2 separate regions of the Sus scrofa genome follow, and region 1 is linked to region 2. The links are chromatin contacts, called in public Hi-C maps. All regions are on one chromosome and are shown on one strand. The core of a region is the stretch at or near the end of the contact, and the rest is flanking DNA. Distances in the headings are between cores, read along the strand shown. Region 1 holds the start of ETFRF1 (electron transfer flavoprotein regulatory factor 1). Region 2 overlaps LMNTD1 (lamin tail domain-containing protein 1).

Evidence for each region. A called contact is a pair of places that touch in the nucleus more often than the background predicts.
Region 1: a Hi-C map of liver shows a contact between it and region 2, with 4 times the contacts expected there. The contact joins the promoter of ETFRF1 here to the enhancer-like site in region 2. A contact is called at or near these places in 2 of 5 promoter capture datasets (fetal liver and liver), 11 of 47 Hi-C or Micro-C datasets (embryonic fibroblasts, epiblast stem cells, heart right ventricle and 4 more) and 2 of 2 datasets of contacts at active chromatin or transcription factors (alveolar macrophages and skeletal muscle).

What each region holds. Positions count from the first base shown.
Region 1 is chr5:48,552,735-48,557,299 of Sscrofa11.1, forward strand. ETFRF1 (electron transfer flavoprotein regulatory factor 1) reads right to left here and starts at 2,855. Exons shown (of 3, transcript XM_003126426.5): 1 at 2,729-2,855. It overlaps CASC1 (protein CASC1), which reads left to right and starts at 2,908. Exons shown (of 16, transcript XM_021092191.1): 1 at 2,908-3,026. The coding sequence starts at 3,024.
Region 2 is chr5:48,397,400-48,401,509 of Sscrofa11.1, forward strand. LMNTD1 (lamin tail domain-containing protein 1) reads left to right here. Exons shown (of 18, transcript XR_002344073.1): 18 at 1,268-2,502. Among named protein-coding and RNA genes, the nearest start is that of KRAS, 110 kb to the right of the region's middle. Within about 2 kb of position 1,627, at least 81 of the 83 cell types and tissues checked have an H3K27ac peak or open chromatin away from gene starts, as enhancers often do. A contact at or near this core is called in alveolar macrophages, embryonic fibroblasts, epiblast stem cells and 5 more, where this site is marked.

The DNA of each region.
Region 1 (4,565 bases), core at 1,605-4,104, 160 kb after region 2:
GAGGAAATTCATGGGGATGATGGATATCTTTATTATGATTGCTTGAGGGTTTCATAGGTGTGGGCATGTATCAAATTTATCAAATTGTATTTATACTTAGTAAGTGTAGTGATTGTATGTCAACTATACTTTAGTAAAACTTTAAAAAACAGTGTGGCTAGGCTAGCAAGATGCTAAGAGTAGGGCTGGGAGATACTGTGGTACACATGGAAGTAGATAATCTAAACCATGAGACTGTGGGTTAGTTAAGATAATTATAAATTAAATCCACATTAGATGTAATTTCAAATTGCAAATTATAGCCTGTTAAACTCCTGGCAAAGAGCATGGCTCTACTTAATTCATAATTTGTAATTTGTAAAAGCTTTTAGAGATGTGGATTAAATTGTCCTCTTTGGCTGTTTCCCTTTTTACAAATTAGGCCTAATAAAGGACCTTCCCAGCAAAAAAGTAGGTGCTGTGACTAAGGTAAATTTGTCCCACTCTTTGATATGTTAATTTATAGGAATTAAAGAAGCTTTTACTAGTGCATGCTGATTTCCAGGCAGTTAAGTTTATTTTAGCCTTTGGGAGAAATAGGTTTCCTAGAATTCAGAATTAGTGAACAATTTTAATGAAGCCGGGACCTGGGGCTGCTCCTTAACCCTGCATAAAGTCACCGAGGTTACTGTTCATTGTAAAGAGCCAATCGCATTAGGGACTGAGGGAGGTCCACCATTGTTCTGAGAACTTGGATGGGGTGGGTGTACAATCTACACTGATAGCTCTTTCCTAATGATTGTGGGCTAAGGATTTAAGACAACCAACTCCAGGTCTGGGTTAAATGGGAATTCTCATTTTACTAGGGGTTATGGTGCCAAAGCTGTTAACCACTCTTCTCCCTGAAGCTCAGACTTGACTCAAACAGATGAGCATATTTCCCTAAAGTAGTTAAGCCTAAAAAACTTAACACAAAAATTTATCCCAACACACTTGCCAGCACCAAAAGATACGTAATCCAAGAGGGAGGTGGCAAGAGATTTTTGCCTCCAAAAGCTGGTATACTTGCTTTGTCTAGGCCCACCTAGAAGCCCGATTATAGAAGTGAGTTGAACAGAGATGGCTATGTATGTTCAGAAGGGGTAAGTACTGCAAGTGTCTGAAGCTAAAAAAACAGGAAATAGACCTTCTTATGCAGCTTGTAAGAGTAGTAGAGAACTAAGCTCACTGGTATAATTTCATAGCATGGTGATTCCTGAGAACACAGTCCAAAACGTTCTAACACATCCATAGCAAATCCTCCTCCCTGGGAGGGAAGTCGGTGGAAAGGGAACTTGAGCAAGGCTCTCCTGGAGGCCCACCATTTAAAAGTTTTTTGTGATCACCACAACACCTCCTCCAACACCTCCTTACCCCCATTAGAGTTGACTGAGGTTTTGTATCATACACATTAGTAGCTGGGTTGAAATACGAAGAGAAAAACTTAGTTCCATACCAAAAAGCCTCAGAACCCTGTGATGTCGACATCAAGATTTTTTTTTTTTTTTTTTTTTTTTAATTTAGGGCCGCACACAACAGGTTCCCAGGCTAGGGATCCAATGGGAGTTGTAGCCGCTGGCCTATGCCACAGCCACAGCAAGGCGGGATTCCAGCGCAGTCTGCGATCTATATATAACCACAGCTCACCACAAGGCCGGATCTTTAACCCGCCCACAGAGCCAGGCCAGGGATCTAAGCTGGGTCCTCTTGGATACTAGTCAGATTCGTTAACCAATGACCCACAACTGGGAACTCCAACATTAAGATGTTTTTGCCACCAGGGATTTGGAGGTGAGATGTCATCACTATTACACAATCTGGGAAGCATGAACACTTTAACCCACAAAGACCAACTCAGTCAGCAATACTTATTTATTAATAATAAGTATAATAATATATTTCGTCAACGAAGGGATAGCCCTAATAAAATTAGAATTTAGAGATGAGACACGGCAATACTTTCAATGCACTAAAACAGCATTTAGGTCTAAAATCATAGACAATTCAGATAGGCTTTGGAAGAAGCTTAATTTCTCAATAACTTGATTTCTTCTAGTTTTCCTGTTGGTCTTTGCTGCCAAGAGTTTCTTCATGCGGCAGTAGACTGATAATCGAAGGGTTGTGCCACCGGTTTGTACAAATCTGTGACCTTGACCTTGGGCGCACATAACTGCGAGTCTTGCTGGTCTTAGAGAACTTCACTTGTAAGGAATACTTTACCCAGAACCAGCTTTAAATCATTTCCAGCTCTTGCTCAGAGCTCCTCTTAGGGAAAAAACAAACCCCAAAACGGCATATACCTTGCCCAGGAAGTAAAGAGAACCATGTGCAGGGAAGAAAGAAGAATCCAAAGCTCATTAACTTCGAATTAACCAACACTCTGGAATTAACCAACACTCTGGGAGCCAATTTATCTACCTTCTTATCTAAACTGTCAATAGAGCCCCGCCCCGCAGGTCTAAGCGGTGGCGGCCCAGGCAGCCGACCCGTGTCAACCACTCGATCCAGCTGCGTATAGCTGGCAGCTCCCTTCCTTCTCAAAACACCCGTACAGAAAGATACGCCTCAGCTCCACGTAAACAGAGTGACTGTCAAAGTCAAAAGGCGTTCAGAAACCCTTTCCCACACCGGCTGTCTTGCCCAGAGCTTACTTCGCCTCCAGACCTCAGAATCCGGAAAACAGAATTAAACGCCCCTGCGCTGCACTCACACGCTTTCCGGCTCGTCACTGCCGTAAAACTCTCTGGCCGCTCTGACTCCTCTGGCCGCTCACGGGGGCGGGGCGTTGGGAAGATGGGGCGATCTGTGGGGGAAGGGGGCGGGACGCCGTCCGGAAGAACCCCAGCGCGACTGCGCGGACCCAGACTAGCGGCTCCGCGCCCCTCCCCTGGGGCGCCAGGGGGCGGGGCTTGTCGTTCTGACAACCCAAGACCTCAGTCCACACCACTGTGAGCTCCAGGAGCTCACACCACTTGGCAGGCTGCGGAGGTGGTGCTTTCCTCGGCATGGTGAGCAGAGAAAGTGGGGAACCGCGTGAAGGGGCGAGCGTGGATTCTCTTGCACTGTATTAAATGATGTAATAAGAGCCTATCATATTTTATTAGAGGGGAGCGAGTCGACTTAAGAGAGAGCTTATACTCTTGGTGGGAGTGGGCATTCCCCTGATTTGTGGCCTTCGCAGACAGGTGGGAGCCCAAACCAATTTCCGTAAACGGGGAATGGTCATTGTGCCTAGGACACAAAGATGAATATTCCATCCACTCCCTGGTATGGAAAACAGACTCAGCAAATTAATTACAATACAGTTTTATTACTGTAATTATCAAAGTGACTACATTGGAGTAACACAAAGTTGGAAATGTTGAAATTGGGTCTGGAGAGGGGAGGGGAACATGAAAGGGAAGAGCAGTGCTTTTCAAGGAGTATTTTAAAGTATGATTATGAGTTTTTCAGAAGTGATGAGAAGAAATAGGGTGAGGAGACCATTCATGTCAGGGAGAAATGGAAAGGGATTTTAAGCAGACTTAAAGCTACTGATAACTTGAGAGAACCGTAAGCACCTATTTATTATTTCCCAGCGGGTGCGTAAGTTTTTTTATTCTTAGATGTTTCTCAAAATGTGGTTTCTGGAAAATGTGCTTCTAATACACCTGGAATATCTATTAAAATGCAGATTACAGGAACAGACCAGACTCCAGATCTACAGTATTAGTTTCCTAGGGCTGCCAAGTAACAAAATATCACCAGCTAAGTGGCTTAAACAAGAGAAACTTAACGTTTCACAATTCTAAAGTCTAGAAGTCCAAGATCAAGGTGCTGTCAGGGCTCTGCTCCCCCTGCAGGTGCTGAGGAGGGATCTGTTCAGACCCCTTTCCTACCTTCTGGTACTTCCTTGACTTGTGGCAGCTTATTCCATTCTTCGCTGGCATTCTCCCTGTATCTATGTGTCTGTGCCCAAATTTCCCCTTTTTGTGAAGACCTCAGTCATATTGGGTTAGAGATCCACCTCATCTTAATTACATCAGCAACAACCCTCTTTCCAAATAAGGTAAAATTCAGAGATACTGGGATATGGGACTTGAATGTATGAATTTTAAGAGGTTGCAATTCAACCCATAACATGAACTGAATTATAATTGGGAGAGGGAAGTGAGTGTGTATACTTTTAGCCCAGGAATATGTATTTTTCACAAGCATCTCACATGATTCTTATGCCCTCTGAACTTTGAGAAATACTCCACTACATGATGCTCTTATGATTTGCAAGAGGGGTGAGGATAGGTACTTATCCCAAACCTGCATCACATTAAAAGCACTAGTGAAGATGACAATTTGCCCACCTTTAAAATGTCGCTACTTGGAAACAGGGGCAATGCTATTTACGTATTCTGCTGTTATAGCACTCATTTCAAGATGGAAGTATGTTAAGTATTGATAGCAAATATTATCATATTTAATAATAAAATAAAACCCATATGCAAAAATTAAAATGAGAGCCAAGACTCTATTCTTCTTATTTAAAGCATCTCTAGCATCTCAGAGTGCTT
Region 2 (4,110 bases), core at 377-2,876:
AAGCATAAACTGGTGTTACAATGGAAATGAGAGTGATACATAACGTAGTATTCACAACTAAATGATCTTCCTTGCTTAGCAGTAATGATTAAGATGCCTAGAATTACAAAGTGACTTACAAAAAAAATGTTAGTGAAAAAAATCCTAAGGTTCATCTTGCCGTCTTTGAGATGGGCATACCAACCAAGGGTTTTACTTTTCAGAAGCGTTGCCCATAAACTATTTGGCAGCAGAGGGCGCTCTCCTGTTAAAATCCAAAGTTCTCATTTAAAAGCTGTTAGAGGCTCATATTCGCTAGCGTCCAAATACCGTTGTTGAAAGTATTGTCAAAAAGCAAAGGAGTCCGAATGAGTTTTGAGTTTTATTTAGGGGAGAAGGACATCAGACCAGAATAGTTACGAACCATAATTTAATGAGACCTTAGATTTTTAGCAATGCTTATTCACTTCAAAATGATTGTATTTGATTCATTCCAGTAGTATTTCCTGAGGAAAGACACAAACATATACTTCTAGGGTCATCCTCCGATACTGTTACGGGACGGCTTGAAAACTTAGCATGCGCTGTGTGCCCAATAAGAGCAGGACATCTTAAAACAAAATGAAAATAATCATATTTATCGCATTCGAAAGTATGCAATTCACTATGTCACAGATTTTACCTAAAAAATGTTTACAACGAGCAGTAGATACTATGTCTCTATGAAGAGATAAATGTTTGGTAATATCTGAATACTAATATAAAATAATGTCTGCATATTTATCTCCAGTGATCAATGGCATCCTCTGGAGAGAAACCTGTGAGCCAATAACCCGCACCTCGGGTTGTTCCCGAATTCCAAAGCGTGGTCTTTCCCCCACCCCTCTGATCCTCTCAGCCACCACCCGCTCCCCAGAGCGAACCAGCTCTGTTCAGGGCCAAGTTGCTGAAGATTTTCAATCACTACCAGAGATTCTTTTCCCTTAGAACCACAATGTGGCATGTTTCCGCATCGCCGCTTTATATTGGCTAATTGGTGCTTTTTTAAAAGCTTAACTTTAAACCAGGAGGAATCATACATTTTGCATTTTCTGAACACTCCCTTGTTTCGTTTTCAAGCTAACGAGGTCTTACGAGTGAACATGCAAAAGCCTTTTTTGAACACCCCAAGTCGCAAGTCATTGGACAGGGCTCTAGCTGCGTGTCCAGGTCTCACGTGGTGCCTGTGCGAGCCACCCAGAGCGTTTGCTCTGGTGAAACCCTTAAAACTTTCTTTTTCTTTTTGTAGAAAGCAAAAACACCCCTGTCTAAATGCGCCGGCCCAGTGCCTGTCAAGAGATCCTTATGGGAGGCCGCCGGCGTCCCAGAAGACCGCCGCATGACTCAAGACTCGAAAGGTTCCCGAGTTCAAGCTACTCTGGACGCCGCGGCTGCTTCGCGCTCGTCGCCGGGCCGCGCAGCCGCCACCCTGATGTCCCCACCCGCGGGTCCGCGCGCCCCGCGCGCCCGCTGAGGGGGAGGGGCGCGCTCGGCCGAGGTCGCCGCCCGGTTGTGCAATCCGGCTATGCAAATAAGCGGGGTTACGACAGCCAATTAGAAGCCGGCTCTGCCGTGACGCGCGCGCCGAGAGCCCGTAGTATTTATAGATCGTATTTAAAGAGCCCTTGGGAGTCTCCCCGGGCTCGGCTGGGCGGCGGCGGCGGCGGCTGCAGGGCTGTAGTTGGCCGGGCGCGAGTGAGGTGGCGGGGCGGTCGCTGCTGGTACCGTCCCTGTGGGGGTGTTGGGCGTGGAGGAGTGTCAGAGCACGTTCTATAGTAGTTTTTACCCACTTCCTAGCTCGGTTTCTGGAGAGGAGGAGGAAATGGTGCAGTTTCCACAGTAGTTTCGCTTCAAACAAAGCCGGGGATTTGGAATCTCAAAGCTCAAGGTGGGGGATGGGGGCAGCAGGTTGAACCGACCCCGCCCGGGCCCCTCATTTGAGCCACAAACCGCCGCCGTTTCCTGGTGCTGAGCTGTGTAGAGGCACCCTTCCTGGGGGGAGGGGAGAACAATACCGCCTGAAAAGCCAAAAGTCGCGGAATTTGGGGGCGGGGTGTATTCGTAGAAAATAAATTACGAGATAGTGGCCCTGATTATCTTGGCGTTGAGTCGACTGATCTTCAGACTTCCTGGCCAGCGAGCTGCACACTGCAATGCGAAAGCAGGAAACTGGCATTACGTCAGAAGAGAGGAGACCCAAATTGCAACGGTTGCATCTGCAGGCCTGGCTCTTTTTCCTTGGAGAGGTTCCGGGGTCCGGGCCCAGGGTGCTGCCCGAGCCAGGCGTCGCGGGCTTTCACGCCGAGGGCCCACCCCTGGCGGCACCCGGGGACCCCAGGCCCGGGCGCCTATAGCCCTAGCCCTCAGCCTCTGCACGTTGTCCTCCCCGGAGGGCTCTTCAGCAACCACGACTAATTCCTTTTAAAGATAGCCCCGCGCCTAGCTGGATGTCTTAAATTCCCGGGGAGGGGGAGAGGGCGGGGTGTTGACTACTGCCCTTAGTTGAGCAGGAGCTCATGTCCACCTCGGGAAAGCAGGTGGCAAAGGGGAGGAATCCCAGCCTAGTGTAGAACAGGACGAGTTATCCCCACCTGGTCAAGGATCTCAACCTTGAGGGGCGTGGTCACAGGAAACTTGTTTTCTGCCAGGGACCCTGCTCCTGAGGCTTTGCCACTGCTTCTTAGAAACTGCTTGAGGATGGACCGCCGTGAAGCAGGAGGATATCGTGAATTAGTACATTCTGTCTCTTGGAAAACTTTGAAGAGTTTGACTCTAGCCTCACCTGCTCCCTCACTCCCTGGCTCAGGGTCATTACAAGGTAACTTAAGTAACCTGTTCTAGGCTCCTGGCCCACTCCACCTGGGAGCCAAGCTTAGCACAAAAAAGGTGGCCACAGTAGCTAATGATTATTGTTCTGTGCTGGGTGCTGAGCGTTTTGGCAGACTATCTCGTTTAATTATCACCATAACTGCATGAGGTGAGTACTGTTATTCCCATTTTGCAGATAAGGAAACAGATAAGAAGAATCAGTTGTTTCCCTGTGGATGGGAACCAGGCAATCTGAGGGCAAAGCCCGCACTTTCTGTGCAGGGTGGGGAGCTGACTTTGATCAGGGGACCTTCCAGGTTCACCTCACCTCACCAAGAAGGCCTTCATTGGTCCCTGCTGTTTGTCAAACTCAGTAAACCTAGTCCTGCTTAAACATGGTGTTGGGTGGCCTGTTTAATCCCCTGGAGTAAGAGACTGCTCCAGAACACCCAAATTATCTAAGCCAGTTTTCTCATTGCTCTGTATTTGCAGCAGTATCTTATGAAGTTGTTTAATGATTAACTTTATAAAGCACTTGATTCCTAGCGCAAGCCATTGGATAATGTCAGATCCTGTTTAACCCATTAAACATATAGGGAAGCTAAAGAACCAGCTGAGTTATCATGTAAGTTAGGAGTGGGGCTGGGTTCAGAAATAGCTGATAGCCTAATTCAAGGTCAGTGAGTCCTGTCTTTGCTTTTCCCTTTGGTTGCCTTATCCAGCATCATCGTCATCTAGACAGGAGAGACAGCCAGGGAAGAGAACCTGTGGTTTTAGATGATTGTCTGTGATTAATGTCTAGGAAGAGAATTTCAGAGGAGGAAAAGTTAAGAGGGAGAAGGTTATGTTTGTTTATACAATTACAGTTTCATATCTTAGAAACAAGTGATTTGAAAGCCAGGAATCCGATAGAGGTTGAAGGCCAGTTCTGCCCCCTCCCAGGTGGAAGACCTTAGACCACCTGTGGAATATGAGACCCCATTGCCCCATCTGTAAAATGGAAGTAACCTGCTACCCATCTCCTGAAGCCTTGCTCCTGGCAGTCTCCTCCGCTGCCTCCTCTTCCTCCTCTAGTCTTTTACATGCTGGTGCTTCTCAAAGTTCCCTCTTAGGTCCAGTCTCTTCTCACCTAACACTCTCCTGGATGATCTTACCCAGGTCATGTCCCCTGTTACCATTTGAAGTCTTTCTTGCCCAGGTCTCTTTCCTGAGCTCCAGATCTACATGCACAACATGCCCACTTAGATGCCCCAGACTTAAATGTTCCAAACTGAACTACTGGTT